Linked DNA regions of Mus musculus: region 2 is linked to region 1. A link is a contact called in public HiChIP or PLAC-seq data. All regions are on one chromosome and are shown on one strand. The core of a region is the stretch at or near the end of the contact, and the rest is flanking DNA. Distances in the headings are between cores, read along the strand shown. Region 1 overlaps Nfia (nuclear factor I/A). Region 2 overlaps Patj (PATJ, crumbs cell polarity complex component).

Evidence for each region. HiChIP or PLAC-seq counts read pairs in DNA pulled down with a chosen protein or histone mark.
Region 2: a contact with region 1 is called in an SMC1A HiChIP or PLAC-seq map of large pre-B cells, with 5 times the contacts expected there. The contact joins two enhancer-like sites. A contact is called at or near these places in 1 of 15 datasets of contacts at CTCF or cohesin (large pre-B cells), 1 of 115 datasets of contacts at active chromatin or transcription factors (large pre-B cells) and 1 of 9 other capture datasets (adipose tissue).

The regions. Positions count from the first base shown.
Region 1 is chr4:97,891,451-97,898,279 of GRCm38.p6, forward strand. The region is part of intron 2 of Nfia (nuclear factor I/A); the gene reads left to right. Among named protein-coding and RNA genes, the nearest start is that of Gm19417, 26 kb to the left of the region's middle. Within about 2 kb of position 2,636, at least 31 of the 459 cell types and tissues checked have an H3K27ac peak or open chromatin away from gene starts, as enhancers often do.
Region 2 is chr4:98,435,988-98,443,544 of GRCm38.p6, forward strand. Patj (PATJ, crumbs cell polarity complex component) reads left to right here. Exons shown (of 44, transcript NM_172696.2): 12 at 1,343-1,483; 13 at 5,067-5,155. Among named protein-coding and RNA genes, the nearest start is that of Patj, 44 kb to the left of the region's middle. Within about 2 kb of position 3,499, at least 12 of the 459 cell types and tissues checked have an H3K27ac peak or open chromatin away from gene starts, as enhancers often do.

The DNA of each region.
Region 1 (6,829 bases), core at 1,386-3,885:
TATTCAGAAAAAAAAAAAAAAGTTTGTTTAAAGATTAAAACAAAATGTCATGTTATTTTCTCTTGGACAAAGTGTGTGGTTTTCACTTGTGTATGTGGCTTGACGTGCACTATCTACATCGTTTGAACCCCAACTCCCACAGAGAACACTCCAGCACACCAGTCCATCTGTTGCAGGATCATAGGAGGACTTCCTTTTGCATTGAGCTAAGTAAGGCGGCTTGGCTCCTCCAACCCCTTCACTTTAACTGGTCATTCTTGGCTCTGTTGCCACTCACAACATCCCAACCACTTTCTTCTCTCTGAAGAGTCTCTGCAACAAGCCTATGTAGATTGTCACTCTTTTTGCCCCAGTTTTTCTCATGACTAGCTTTGGAATGTTGTGTCTGAATCCTGACTACAGTGTGCTCAGCAGGGGGAGGGAGAACTATGCAGATCTTATAAAATACAAAGAAAAAGTATTGTGCCATATACCTTTTGTCTTTGTGTTTGTAATTTAGGTTTGAGAATACCTAAACTCTTACCTTTTCAGTTCCAAAAACAACAGTCTTTGGAATCAAGCATATGTGAACTGAAGCTATGGAAGGTGACCATAGACAAGCTAACTTTCTGCCAAGTAGGAAGGGAAGGAACAGACTCATATTGGGGTGTCAGAGCCTCAGGAGGTCTGCCGCAGGACACACAGCACAGGTTTTTACACACAGAGGCGGCTGCTGCAGGATGCATAGCACAGAGCCTTAACATAGAAAGCAGCTTCCATTCTCCTACTAACAAGGCTGCCTTGGCATTCTTTTGTTTTGTTGATTTTTATAAAATACACTTTAAGCTCTACTGTAGGATATGCTTTCAAATTTTTTATAAGAATGCCAGAAGTCTAAAATGTAAGACCTTAAAGGGTCTCAGACACGGTTGGATGGTTTCTTGGTGATTTGGTAGCAGGCAGTTAAACATACTTGGTTTCTAACACATTTAGGAGAAACTCTGAGTGAAGATCACCATAGCAATAGTCCCCTTAATTAGAGGACCAAATAACAGGGAATTCACTCCCAGTGCTTCTTGGTAGGAGGCAGAATTCCCCCAAACACTGGAAGAGCATAGGAAATGGACCCCAAAGTCTCTCCAAATTAAGGAAACTTACAAACTAAACCTACATATTTAAAAAATATCAGAAATGTGTTCATTTCTTTCTATTTTACTGAGTGAATGTTAATTTTTCAGAGAAAATAAATACTTGAAAAAGTTACATTTTCTAATGGATTTACATGTTTCACTTTAGAAGCATAAACCCATTCATTTAGCAATAGTGTTATTTGTGAACATATTAACTATTTTGGGAGCCATCAATAACCATCTAGGACTATACAGCCATTTTTCCCCAACGAGTTTTGTGCAGTATTTATTTATTTTTGTAGGATTTCAAATTCATTTTCCATGTAATTTCTGCAAAGATAAAGATTTATAGCCTTTGAGGTATGTATTAGAGCATTTGAGTAAACTTTGAATAGGTAATTTTATAATCTTAAAATGAAATGTAGAGGGGCTAGAAAGGTAGATTCCATGGCTAAGAGTGCTTGCTGCTCTTACAGGGAACCCACATTATTAGTTCCCAACCCCACACTGAGTGGTTCGAAATTGTCTGTCTGAAACTCTAGCTCCAGGGACGCTAACACCCTCTCCTGGTCTCCGAGGACACTTGTGTACATGTGCACAAACACACACATATCAACATACAAACATTCACATAATTAATACTATAAAAAAAGAAATCTTTAAGATAACAACTGAGATCATTGTAGATATTCAGATATTCAAAATATAAGGAATAGAAGGCATCCATATTCTGCCATATGAAAATAATTAACATCCTAATGTACTACCCCCCAGGTGGTGTTTGTTTATTTGCTGTTGTTTGGTTTTTGTTTTGTTTTGTTAGAATACTGTTAGACATTTATGATTATGAAAATATGTCTACTTCAAAAGTCACCAAATACTAGACTTGTGTATTATAGGATAGAAACGGATGTTAGCCAAGCAATATGAGTTGATTTAAAAATAAGAATATCTGAATTACAGGGGAGACCGTAATGGTTTTGAGTTTCTTAGAACAGGGTCTTCTCAACTTAAATAGGAAAGGTGGCTTTCCTTAAGTGAAATAAGATTACAAAGAAAGGTGTGTGAGCTATAAAGAAAATGTTCACATTACCCAATGGTAGCTAACAAATAAGGAAACTACTCAGATGTGCTGTGTTATGGCCTTGCAGAATTCAGAGAAAAGTTCCTTGTTTTCAGTGACTCCAACTTGAATATCTATCCTTAGGGTCACATTACCATCACTAACTTACAATGTAAGAAGATGGAAGATTCTTAGACATACGTTAAGGTCTACTCTAAGGCTCTTCACTTGGTCCTAGATCTTGAAGATCACTTTGTACTGAGTTTATCTTTATGGACTCTTCATAGTATGGCCCGTTTGTCTCTATATTTCTTGTGCTGAATCACACTTCATTCCATTAACATTAAAACAAAAAAATTAAAAACAAAAACAGAAACAGAAAACCTTCTTTGTGTCCAGGATGAAAGCCAGGCCATTTTGCATGCTAGGCAAACCCTCTGCTACTAAGCTACATCGTTAGCCCTTCTTCTATTGAATCTATTTGCGGCTGGGCTTACTTGCCTAGCATGCGTACTGCCCTGGCTTGATTACCCACCACTGCAAAATCTAAGGCAAAGACAACAAACAAAGGAACAAACAAAAAAAGGAAAAAAATCCACTGCACAAATGTTAGAAAAATGGCTGCAGCTTTGGAAAGGTACAAGATACTGAACGATGAGCCCTGTTCATGCCTTTCCGCCTGGGCATCTGAAGCCTGCTGTTCTCATCAGCTGAGTGCACGTTTTTATCTTTCTGCCCTTGGCTCTCTTGTACTTCCATCTGCATGCAGTGGGCAGGTGGGGCTTCTTCACCAAAGAGAAAAGAGTAATATCTTTCTAGTGTGCCTAAGTCTTTGGCATTTAAACAAACCAGAGAAATGCATAAATTTAGCCAAGGATTGGAGCCAGAGTGATGGCTGAGTTGGCACCACTTCACATTCTTCATTCTCTGTATTTATAGCAATAAATTTCAAGTCAGGAAATAGATTGCAGGAGCATGATGTATTAGGAAGGAAGTTTGTACACTTGTGGCTTATGGGTATCAGTATAACCTCCCTGCTTCCCTGGTTGAGTGAACTGCACCATTGTTAAGAAGCAGAGTATATGTAGAGCTATTGCCTTTTAAGAGCTTTCTAAAGAAAATTCACTCCCTTCCTCCCCTTTGGGTGCAGTGATAGAAATCAGACTGCGGGCCTTACGAATGCTAGGCAGGCACTCTACTACTGAGCCACACTCCAGCCCAGTGCTCAATTTAATGGCAAGATAAGAAAAACACCGTTGTATCACCCCGTCCACTGAGATGTACTGAAACTGTCTTAATATGGAAATTTGCATTCAGTGGTTTCTTTCTTTTCTTTTCTTTTCTTTCTTTCTTTCTTTCTTTCTTTCTTTCTTTCTTTATTTATTTATTTTTTTGAAGCAGCAGTTGGGCACAGTTCAGAAATAATTTCCCAAATTACTGTTTATTTAGTTATGATATTAAATAATAACTATGTTTTTAGAAAAACGGAATTCATGAATTACTTAGGTTTCATGTCTTTCACAATCCATTATATTTTCTAAGGAAACCTGATTTTCTGAACATTTGAATCACCTGATTTTGAAGGTAGTTGATAGAGATCTAGAGGCAGTCAGGAACACCAACAGTCAGTCTCCTTAGCTATTTTATCCTATATATTATGCCCAGTAGAAATTTAGTGGGGAGGATACTGTAGTAAAAATGATACCCAGTGTTCCTGAAGGTTTGGGCCTTCATCACTTACCTAATTGCAATGTGAATTTAGATGAGTCTATTGGATTGTTAGGTTCGCAGCTGTAGCAGAAAGCTTATTTGTCTTAGGATAACTAAAAGGACCATGATGCCTGACACCAAGATCTGCGCTCAAAGGGGAGATAGATGAGTGGGTAGGCGATGGGGGGAGACCATCACTGTTTTGCCTCATACCCCATTGAAAAATTTCTTCTGAGTCGTCTTTGGGATCCAAACTAAGGTTTACTGTTCTTCAGAGCCAAGGAGGAAATTACATTGTAGTGTTCACCTACAGGAGCATAGTTTGGGTCTCAGAAATCATGACTTTGGAATTCCAAGTGTGTATTATCCAGCATCGACTGTGAGTCCCCCAAGGTAGGCACAGTGTCTACAATGGTGCCTCTCAGATAACAGAGGAAAGACTCCACAAAGCCCTTTGCCTAACTGAACGAGTGAACAGCATTTCTCAGGACACTTTTTTTCCCCTGTACTCAGCGTCTGCTTATGAATTTCAAAGACATTTTCCATAGCACCAGAAAAAGGATGCTTTTACTATCATTGACCGTTCCTGTATATATTACACTGTCCCTGTAAAGAAGAAGTTTATGAGTTGCTCTGTAAAAAGACATCCACAGTTCTGCACCTCTGAGACCACACTTTCCGACACAGACACTACATTCAAGCTTGCAGACCCCTGCTCTGCCTGGTGTCTGGGTTTCAGCCCAGACTGAGGTTGAGTGTAGGAAGATGGAGGCTCTGTGGTTAAACCACTTGTGGATAATCGAAAGTAGACCATACTTATTTTCAATTTGGCAGCTGCGTTAGCTTTTTACTTGAGCGAGCTGGTTTTCCCTGCTTCTTCACACTGTGGCCTGCTCACCATTAGTGGTCTGGCAGAGAGATCTGAGGAAGCTTCCTTTACTTCCCCTCTGCTGCACCAGGGTTTCCCCTGATTGGGCCTCGGTGGCTGGTATTAGGCAGTTGGATCAATTGCTGTAACTGCACCAGAAGAAAAGACAGACAAAACAAAACAAAACCAACAAACAAACCCAAGTACGACCCAAAGAGTCACAAAGACAAATCTCAGACCTGATGCACGTGAAGAGCTATGGCTACTCCAACTGTCCCCCATGCTCTTATCCAGACCCTTAAACATGTCTGCGGGCAGTTGATATTTGAGTCCACTACTGCATCGGGTTTGATGCTCCGCGCTTGGATACCATGTGAGTTGGAGGCTCTGTGTGCCTGATATAGATGATGTGTGAATGTTGCAGTGTCAACAGGAGACGAGGGATGTGAAGATATGTGTTCATGTGGGACAGACTGTAAGTCCTCATCTCCAAGGATGAGCTAGTATATGTCACCCACTTCATGATGGGGCCTGTGTGGTTTCTTTTTTTCCTTTTCTGTTTTCATCTCCAGTTGGTGATATGTCATTTAAATCTGCGCTGGCAAATGAAATGTGGTTTTCAACTCAAACTGAACTTGAGTTAGGAGAACTTCAGCTCTCGTGATCTTATTTTACTATTTTCCTTGGATAATGTGCCCCTGATAGCACATACTATATCCAGAATATCTGTTATTACTTGAGTACAGTTAACTAAAAAGGAGAGCTGATAAAGTTAAACCCACTTTCCCTCAAGCATTTACCACAACCGGGTAAGACAATGGCCTGAATGCTAAGTGCACTTTACTCAACTCCCGGATGCTTTTACCTTTCTTGCTGCAGACAAATGATGGTCTGTTTGTCTGTCTGTCCCTGTCTCTGTCTCGATGTGTGTGTGCATGTTCATGTGCACACTTGCGTGTCTGTTGGTCTCTGATCAAGCAATATAAATATCACTGATGTCTCAGGTATGCAAAGGGACTCAGTTGTATCATTCATAACAGTGAAAGATGTATGCCATTTAAGCAAAAACTATTGACTTAACGTGGTTTACAATTATATTACAATTATATTGATGTACAAAAACTTGAAAAGATATTAAAATTGAAAACCATCTTGAAACGTGCTTTAAACAAACAAATGCATTGTAGAGTTTCTCAGGAGCATGGGAGTTTGGAAGTTCTTCCCAATCAATCCAAACCTAGATGAAAGGTGTCTGCCATTCTCAGACTGCTCTTTTCTCGCCTGTATGTAGAGTAAGTTCAGGACTAAGGCTTGGGGGGGGGGGCGGTGGTGCCAACCTCTTGATCATGATAACCTCACTTGGGTTCTCCTAAGAGCTTACCACATTGTTGCTTGCTAGAAATTGCCTCTCCAGTTTGGATTCGACCACAGAGCTAAATGGAGTTCCATTCTCAGCTCTTGCAGATAAACATGCAATATCCTGGAAAGCAGGTGGTTTGCTGATGTCTTGTGTAGGCTCTCTAAGATGACAGAGATCGACAACAGTGAGGTCTGATGCTAATGGAGTTTTGAAACGGGATGCCTCTCAGTCAGCAGGAAGTCTCACACAGTACCTGAGCGCCATAGTTGCTCACTGGTGAGACAAGGATTTCCCCTTACGGTTGTCATCACCAGTAGCTTCCAGGTTGTAGCTGAGAAACCGCTGGCTCTGGATATTTCAGAGATGGTTTTTCTAGAGTATTTATCTCCCAGTTGCTCATCTGTGGGGCAGTTCTTGTGTTCTCAGAACCTGTGCTTCCAGTTCATTGGTTCTATAGCTGAGCCTTGCTTTCTCAGGGCTTCCCTGTCTGCTGCTATGTTATATTTGATAGTTTAGTGGCATGAATATGCTTTATAAGTGCTTACTTTGTCAAATAACAGTAGCTCAGATAGTAAGTGGCAGAGAATTTATATAATATGCTTGTTAAAATCATGGCCATTTTTGAAATAGGCCCTAGTTCTGAGTTAAAAGTTAAAGTGAATTCCTATAATAACATTATTATTGTGCTTGCAAAGCCTGACAAATATCAGGTGACACAC
Region 2 (7,557 bases), core at 2,249-4,748, 550 kb after region 1:
CGGTGGCATCACTGGCTACTCTTATCAGGCTTTTCCTCACTACCCTTGATTTCCTGGTTCTGTCTCCTCGCGCTCACCTCCTTCTGCTTCTCTTTCTCTTCCATTTCTCTACCATTTACATGCTCCTCTTAGTGGCACCCAGGGTGTCTCGGGGTCTGGGCTTGTCTCAGCAATGCTGTTCCCTGCCCATGCAGTGTGGCCCTGGGCTGAGGTCATCTTGGGTGTGGTCTGCCTGCCTGAGCCTTTCTGGCACAGGACTGGTGGTTGTCTCAGGCTAGCTTCCAGTCTGCCCTAGTAGTGCCAGGCTGGTGATTATCTTGGGTTCGTCCCTACCTGGACCTTGTGGCCCCAGGTGGGGGCTGTCTTCTCTCAGGTTACACCTTTTACAAAAAGCTGGAGAGATGGCTCAGTGATTAAAACTCTTGCAGCTTTTACAGAGGACCCAGCTTCGGTTTGAAGCACCCATGAAACTCGGTCGTTGAGACCACTCATAACTCTAGTTTTAAGGGATTTGATACACTCTTCTGTCCTCTGAAGTCAAAAGTCCCAAACTTGATGTATATACATGCATGAAAGCAAAAACACCTGTACACATTAAAAATGATATATTAAAATCTTAAAAATTCTTTTCAAATGATGGGATTAAAAAACAACTCTGTAAAGTGTCACGTGTGCAGCCTTTCTTCTGTTGAATTAAAAAAACAACTGTGTAAAGTGTCACGTGTGCAGCCTTTCTTCTGTTGAATTAAAAAACAACTCTGTAAAGTGTCACGTGTGCAGCCTTTCTTCTGTTGAATTAAAAAACAACTGTGTAAAGTGTGACGTGTGCAGCCTTTCTTCTGTTGAAGACACACTTAGTGGTTTGCTGGCAACTTTGCGGAATTTCACTTGCTTCAGCTAAGGAAAGGGGGCGGGGGAAGGCTCTCTCTGCACCTAGAGGAGTTCTCCCACCCCCAGTCTCTGAGCTAGCTAGGCTGTTCACACGGGCTTGATGGTCCAGCCTATTTGCATATGTGGCTTAATACCTGTCCACATCAGCAAGAACATACAGCCTTCCAGTTGTTGCTTTCTTATTTCTTTTCCTTTCTAAAGCTATAGTAAATCATCTCTCTCTGTTTTGTCGTGGTTCAACCCTTTTCACTTTCATTTTCTCTACTTCCTCTTTCTTTGACTACTGTCAAGCTATCTTTGTGATTAACTACCTCACAGAACACTTTAGTGTATTGGCATCTCATGCAGCGCAGCAGGTCCTGGGAAGGACGAATGAGAGTGAAGTCAGCCCATTTGCATGCGGCCCCACCCCCAACAGGACTAGCGATTTAAGTCACAATTTTTATTTCAGAAACTGTTGCAGAACCACCTAAAGTACCAGAACGAGCAGGATCCCCGAAACCAGAAGCTAATTTGAGTGTGGAAGCAGAGGAAATTGGAGAAAGACTGGATAATCTAAAAAACAACACTGTACAAGCCTTAGAAAAACCAGGTAGGCTCAAAGCCTTTACTTTGGAGTACTTCAACCTTATTAACAATTTCTTCTCTGTAGTTAATATGGTGTGGCATACACAGTCAGACTCAGACCTATGCAATAAAGGCAATATTATATCAAGAACTTTGTAAAGTTACAAATATTCTAACAATCAGGTAGCAGCCAACGACCCATATAAAAGCAGTTTAGATCTGATGGGTGCTCATCCTGTAGAGACACATTAGCAATTTCAGATGGGCTATTTTTCTAGGGATGTACTATCATTGTAGAGTATGAATGAGGCTCTAGGTTCAATCCTTAGTACTACCACCAATCTTAGGTTCAGTTCCTAGTATTAACACCAACCTCATACTATACCCCCCAAATTTAAATTAATTGGGGAATTTTGAATGTAATCTTAACATAAGGTTAAGATTATAAGATATTTGGTAGTAGAGCATCAAATGTATTTTTGTTTAATTGTGTTTCAAATACATATTTATTAGTATGCAATAACTACTGTCTTAGTTAGGGTTTTACTGCTGTGAACAAACACCATGACCAAGGCAAGTCTTATAAAAAACAACATTTAATCGGGGCTGGCTTACAGGATCGGAGGTTCAGTCCATTATCATCAAGGTGGGAGCATGGCAGTATCCAGGCAGGCATGGCGCAGGAGGAGCTGAGAGTTCTATGTCTTCATCCAAAGGCTGCTAGTGGAAGACTGACTTCCAGGCAACTAGGGTGAGGATCTTATGCCCACACGCATTCCAACCAGGTCACACCTATTCCAACAAGGCCACACCTCCAGATGGTGCCACTCCCTGGTCCGAGGATATACAAACCATCACAACTACATAGCATTTTAATCACTATGTATTCTTACTTAGATTAAGAAGTATTACTTAGATTACTTATTTAGATATAAATTGTATTTAAATCTAAATATTTTATCTATCCATCTATATAATCTATCATCTATATCATCTATCTATCTCTCTGTGTGTTTCCTCTTCATGAAAGTTAATAACATGAATTTTCCATAAATTGCATCAAACTGCTAGGCTGTTTTATATCTATTTTTGAATTGTTTCCAAACTTCACCTTTGATACTATACCTTGACACTTCAGTTGTCACGGGACTCCCTTCTGCAATCAGAGTTATAGCTTGGTTCCTTCTACAGAAGCCCTCAGCTAAGAGAAACTTCTTAAAATATTGAATACACTCGTTTCCTGAGAAGCTGGCTTTTGCCCTTTGTTATGTTAAGAACGGTAGGCAGAAGGAAGGTATTATTCTCTCACTAAAGATCAGGTTTAGGAGCTCCCCCGCCCCTTCGGATCCACTAGAGTGCAATTAATTGTTACTCTTTTAATTTAGTTGAGCTCAGATAAATATCAAAGGATTGCTAGGTGAAAAATCAAATCATCTTGAAATTAGAAATAGTCTTAGAAGTATTTTATCTCATTACCGTTGCCATTGTATAGTTTGTTTTTGAGAACACACATTACTATATAGCTCAGGATAGCCTAGAACTCACAGCACTCCTGTCTCCACTTGTCAGCTTCCCATATGCTGTAGCCATGCTTACCCCCATCCCCCTCGAGTGCGATCTCACAGTGTAGCCCTGGAGCCCTGAAACTTGCTGTGCAGACCAGGCTGGCTTCAATTTCAAAGAGATCTGCCTGCTGATGCTGCCTTCTAAATGCTGGGATTAAACATGTACACCATCACGTGGTCACAGAATTGTACTCATGTTCTTAAAATGAACTTCCCTGCCTTTTTCCATGCATGTGTATAATTTCAGTTTGCAAGTGCGCCCGCCTCTCCTGGTTGTTGTGCTGTTAGTCAGGTTCTGTCTTACGTGCATGGTGAGCATAGTCTTGTTATAGCCTTCTATGCCTTTTTTGTTTTGTTTTTTGTTTTTTGAGTTGCTGCAAGTAGATTAGCCTCCTTCCTCTGGCCTTTGAGCTGTCTGTGCTTTCATTGTGTGCCTGAAGGTACAACCAGCCTCAAGGGAGCTGGTGAGATGGCAGTTTCTTCACTTCAGTAACCCTCCTGCCCTTCTGCCTCTGACTGCTATATTTGTAAGCATAGAGTTCCTCAATACGTTGCAGATTTTGTTCAGAGTCATTAAACAGATATGAAACTACACCTGGGAGAAACCGAACAGGCAAACTGTTGAATCTTTTAAAGATTTTGGTAAAGGGGCTGGAAAGATTGTGTAGTGGAGAAAGCTACTTGCCGTGAGCCTGAAACCCAAGGTTAACTCCCAGAAGCCCTGGAAGGTGGAAGGAGAAAGAAAACCAGCCCCACAGAAGTTGTCCTCTGACAGCCACAGGTGTGCTGCGGCTTGTAGGACATCACCCCTCCCCCTCCCCAGGCTCCCTCACCTCAAATACTGAGAAATCAAAAACAAAGTAGGAGACTGGTAAGAACTCAGACTTCCATAAGGAAATGTTCACAAGGAGCGATGCCACCCAAATGATTTTGGTACTTGTTTCTATAAGATCTTTGATTAGCTGCCCCCAAATGTAATCTAGCATATCAGTTAAACATAGTTATTTCCTGGGGGCTCTTTTGTAAATGGAGTAACTTAAGTTCTTTAGCGTGCATTAGTCTTAGTCTCTGATTCTGAAGTTAGCCTATTTAACTTAATGATTGGTAGTATGTAATTAAGCATGCTGTGCAGCCAGAGGGAGCCGCTCTGAAGCTGAAAGGGCTGAGCCTGCCTGTTACCTTTGACGGGAGGCAGATGGTTATGTCACTTGGGATGCGTGTTCTCAGACACGTCCAGTCTTACAGCAGAAATGAGAAACTTAAAACAACCTGGGACCTTTTCATCCTCTGCTATTGGTGTGGATGTAGGTGCAGTGATAGTTTTAGTACCTAGACTTTTCTCTGTCAGGTATTCTTCAGACTGCTTGCTGCTCTGAAAGTCTGGGGAAGATTATATGGAGAAGAGACCTGGCACTTCAAATCCGTCTTAACCTTTAAAATGATCTCACCTGGACAACAATGGCATCATTAAGTCAGGAGCACTGTAAAGATACAAATATCCTAGTAATTAAGCAGTAACAAAAGGCTGGTGTAAAACCAAAGCTTCTATCTGATAAACCTCAGGTTTTAGCTGGCCAGCCTCTCCATCCGTCCGTCTGTCCTGGCATGTGGGAGCCTGGCTGTACTGTTTCCCTGAGTCTTGTTGATTACAGTGATAACTCAGTACACACTTACAGTCCCCTTGGAGAGTCGGAATGGCACTGCTCTGAAAAGATTAGCACTTAAATCAAATCTGTGCAAGATCTACAAATAAAACTAAGCGAGGTCTACATAGAAAGTATAGATTCAGATTTCACTTGTAATTCATCGCTTCCTCCTCCCTTCAAAGCCTCCTGAACAAGAGCCCCTTTACAGTTTAACCACAGTGGCTCTACATTTTCTATTAGTCTCGCAAGCCACTGGGATTTACATTCCTAGGTAGATTTAAATGAATACATTTTCCTCTTACCTCATTTCCCCTTTACCTACCGAAGCAGAGCTATTATTGAAGAATTTATTGAGTATGTTTGGCTCACAGTAGCTTCGACATTCTTTTTCTTATAGATGTATATCCAGAGAAAGTTCCAGGCTCTCCAGAAAATGAGCTGAAATCCAGATGGGAAAACCTACTGGGCCCAGATTATGAAGTAATGGTATGTCTTAAAAAAACATTTTAATAGAAAGTTTCATTTCATGCTATTATCCTAACACTATAATTTAAAATATGAGAGTCAAAGCAGACACAGACTGCCTTTATTGTTTTCTTCCTGTCTTTCTTTCCGATTAGAGCAATCAATCAATGTTTAAAGCGTTTTAAGCTATAAGAACAATTAAGGACTGTACACAAACTTCAGTTACAATTATCAGACACTCAGTTCATGTTGAAGCCATTTAAGTCAACAAGAGGCAGAAGTACATTAGGAGGGTGAGAGCTTGCCTGTAAATTTATAACCTGAATCAACTGCTTAAAATGGCTGGCATCTTTATGATTGCTTTTATGATCTGTTTGTTTTATTGTACACGGAAAGGGCTGTGGATATTAGTCCTATGTTTCACAAAGAATCTTACAGTTTTATGGGAAAAATGAAAGAATGATTATCAAGTGTATTTAGAAGAACAGGAAGTAGTTTAGGTGAGGCATGAGGTTACTCTGCCAGCAGGCCGTTAGGCTTCCTCTCACCTGTTATTACATTCGGCCAGTAAAGGATTGGCTACACGTCCCCAATGAATCCACTTGAAAGCAGAAAACCGTGTTAGAAAAATCTCATCGGTGTTCATCAAACATGCCAATAAATATCTGCTGTCTTTCATATTTTCTTTTTTGAGGCAACGTCTTGGTAGTCTTGGTATGCAGCTGTGACACATAACCCTTAGGTATATCATCATTAGTATTGGGTTGTCATCAATGCCAGACACTTTATTTCTGATTTTGGATGTCTGGCACTGTCATTAGAGAAGCTTTAGGTAATTAAGTCACATGGTTGTTTTCTTGCTCATTCTGGGCTGGTATGTTAGTTCTTGTAGCTGCGGGGTCTCCAGTTCATAGAACACTGTCACTAGGCTGTTACCTAGACACTCATGTGTTCTCTACCTTCAGTGGTATATGTTCAGAGAATACGTGGTTCACCAGTATCTCACGGGGTTTTTTATTTTTGCTTTTTTGATACTGGGTCTCATGTAGCCTAAGCTGGCTTCAAACTTGCTGTGTAGCTAAGGATGACCTGGAACTTGTAATCTTCTTTCACTTCCAGTTGTGGAATTACAGACATGAACTCTTGTGCCTCATGGTGAAGTGGAGGCTAAATGGGAGAGAGACTTTAAGTTGGATATATACAGTGATTCCCTTAAAGTGGTAGGGATATAAAGAGAGGCTCCGAAAGGCAAGTGAGTGAATGAACACACACATCCCACTGTTCCTTACTGTGCTTTCCTTTAGACTACTGCCGATCTGTTTGTTTTTTTGTGGAGGAGAGGGTAGTGATTTGAGAGAGGGTCTTGTATAGGTTAGCCTAAAACTCTGTAGCTGAGGCTAGCCTTGAACTCCTCATGATCCGCCTGCTACCATTTCCTCCATAACTGACTTACAGGAGTTAAGACCTTAGCTTGAAATTTTAAAATGGCGATGCTCCTAGTTTGTCAGAGGTAAAACTTTTAATACTGTATATTATGATTGTGTGTGTGAGTATGGGTGTACATGGAGAGATCAGAGCACAACTTTCAGGAGTCCAGTCTCTTCTGCCTTTGCATTTGTTTTAAAGATCACACTCAGCTCATTGGGCTTGTGCAGCAAGAGGTTTTCCCTGCTGAGCTATTTTTAAAAGTACTTATTTTGTTTTCTGTGTAAACCCCTGACTGAGTGTGTATATATATGAACCACTTCTGTGCTTGGTGCCCATCGAGGCCAGAAGGCAGTGTCAGAGTCCTTTGAACCAGAGTTACAGATGGTTGTGAGCTACCATGGGGGTCTGGAAATCAAACTCAGGTCCTCTGTAAAAAACAAAACAAAACAAAATAAAATAAACATACTTTTAACTTCTGAGTCATCTCTTCAGCCCTGTCTTTAGTTATCTTGGCAGTACAAGAATAAAATTTTTATTAAAATTTAAGGGATCATAGTTGGTATAGTTAGACAGATCATCATGTCTGTTTGGTCCATGATTATGGATTCCATATTCTCACTGTGGTTCAAACACATTTGGGGAAAAATTTTCAATATAACTGAACAGGTACAAACTTGTTTCACATCAGCATTCCTAAACCATATATTGAGACATGTTTATGAACCATTTTTCTTGTACTAGTGTCATAAGTAAGTGAGAACTGGTTTCAGTGCATAGTATACCTTTATGAAAGCTTGAGCAACACCTCAATACCAAAAGATGATTGTGTGTGAGGAGTTTAAATAGGACCCTGAGTTTTATTGGTAGACAATCCAAGGAAACAAATTCCATGCAAGGAAAAGTACTTCATTGTTGACCTCTATCTGTTAGTGAAATAACAGCCCATGTAGAAGGAGAACAAGACACCAGTAACATATCACATTCAGTTTCACTTG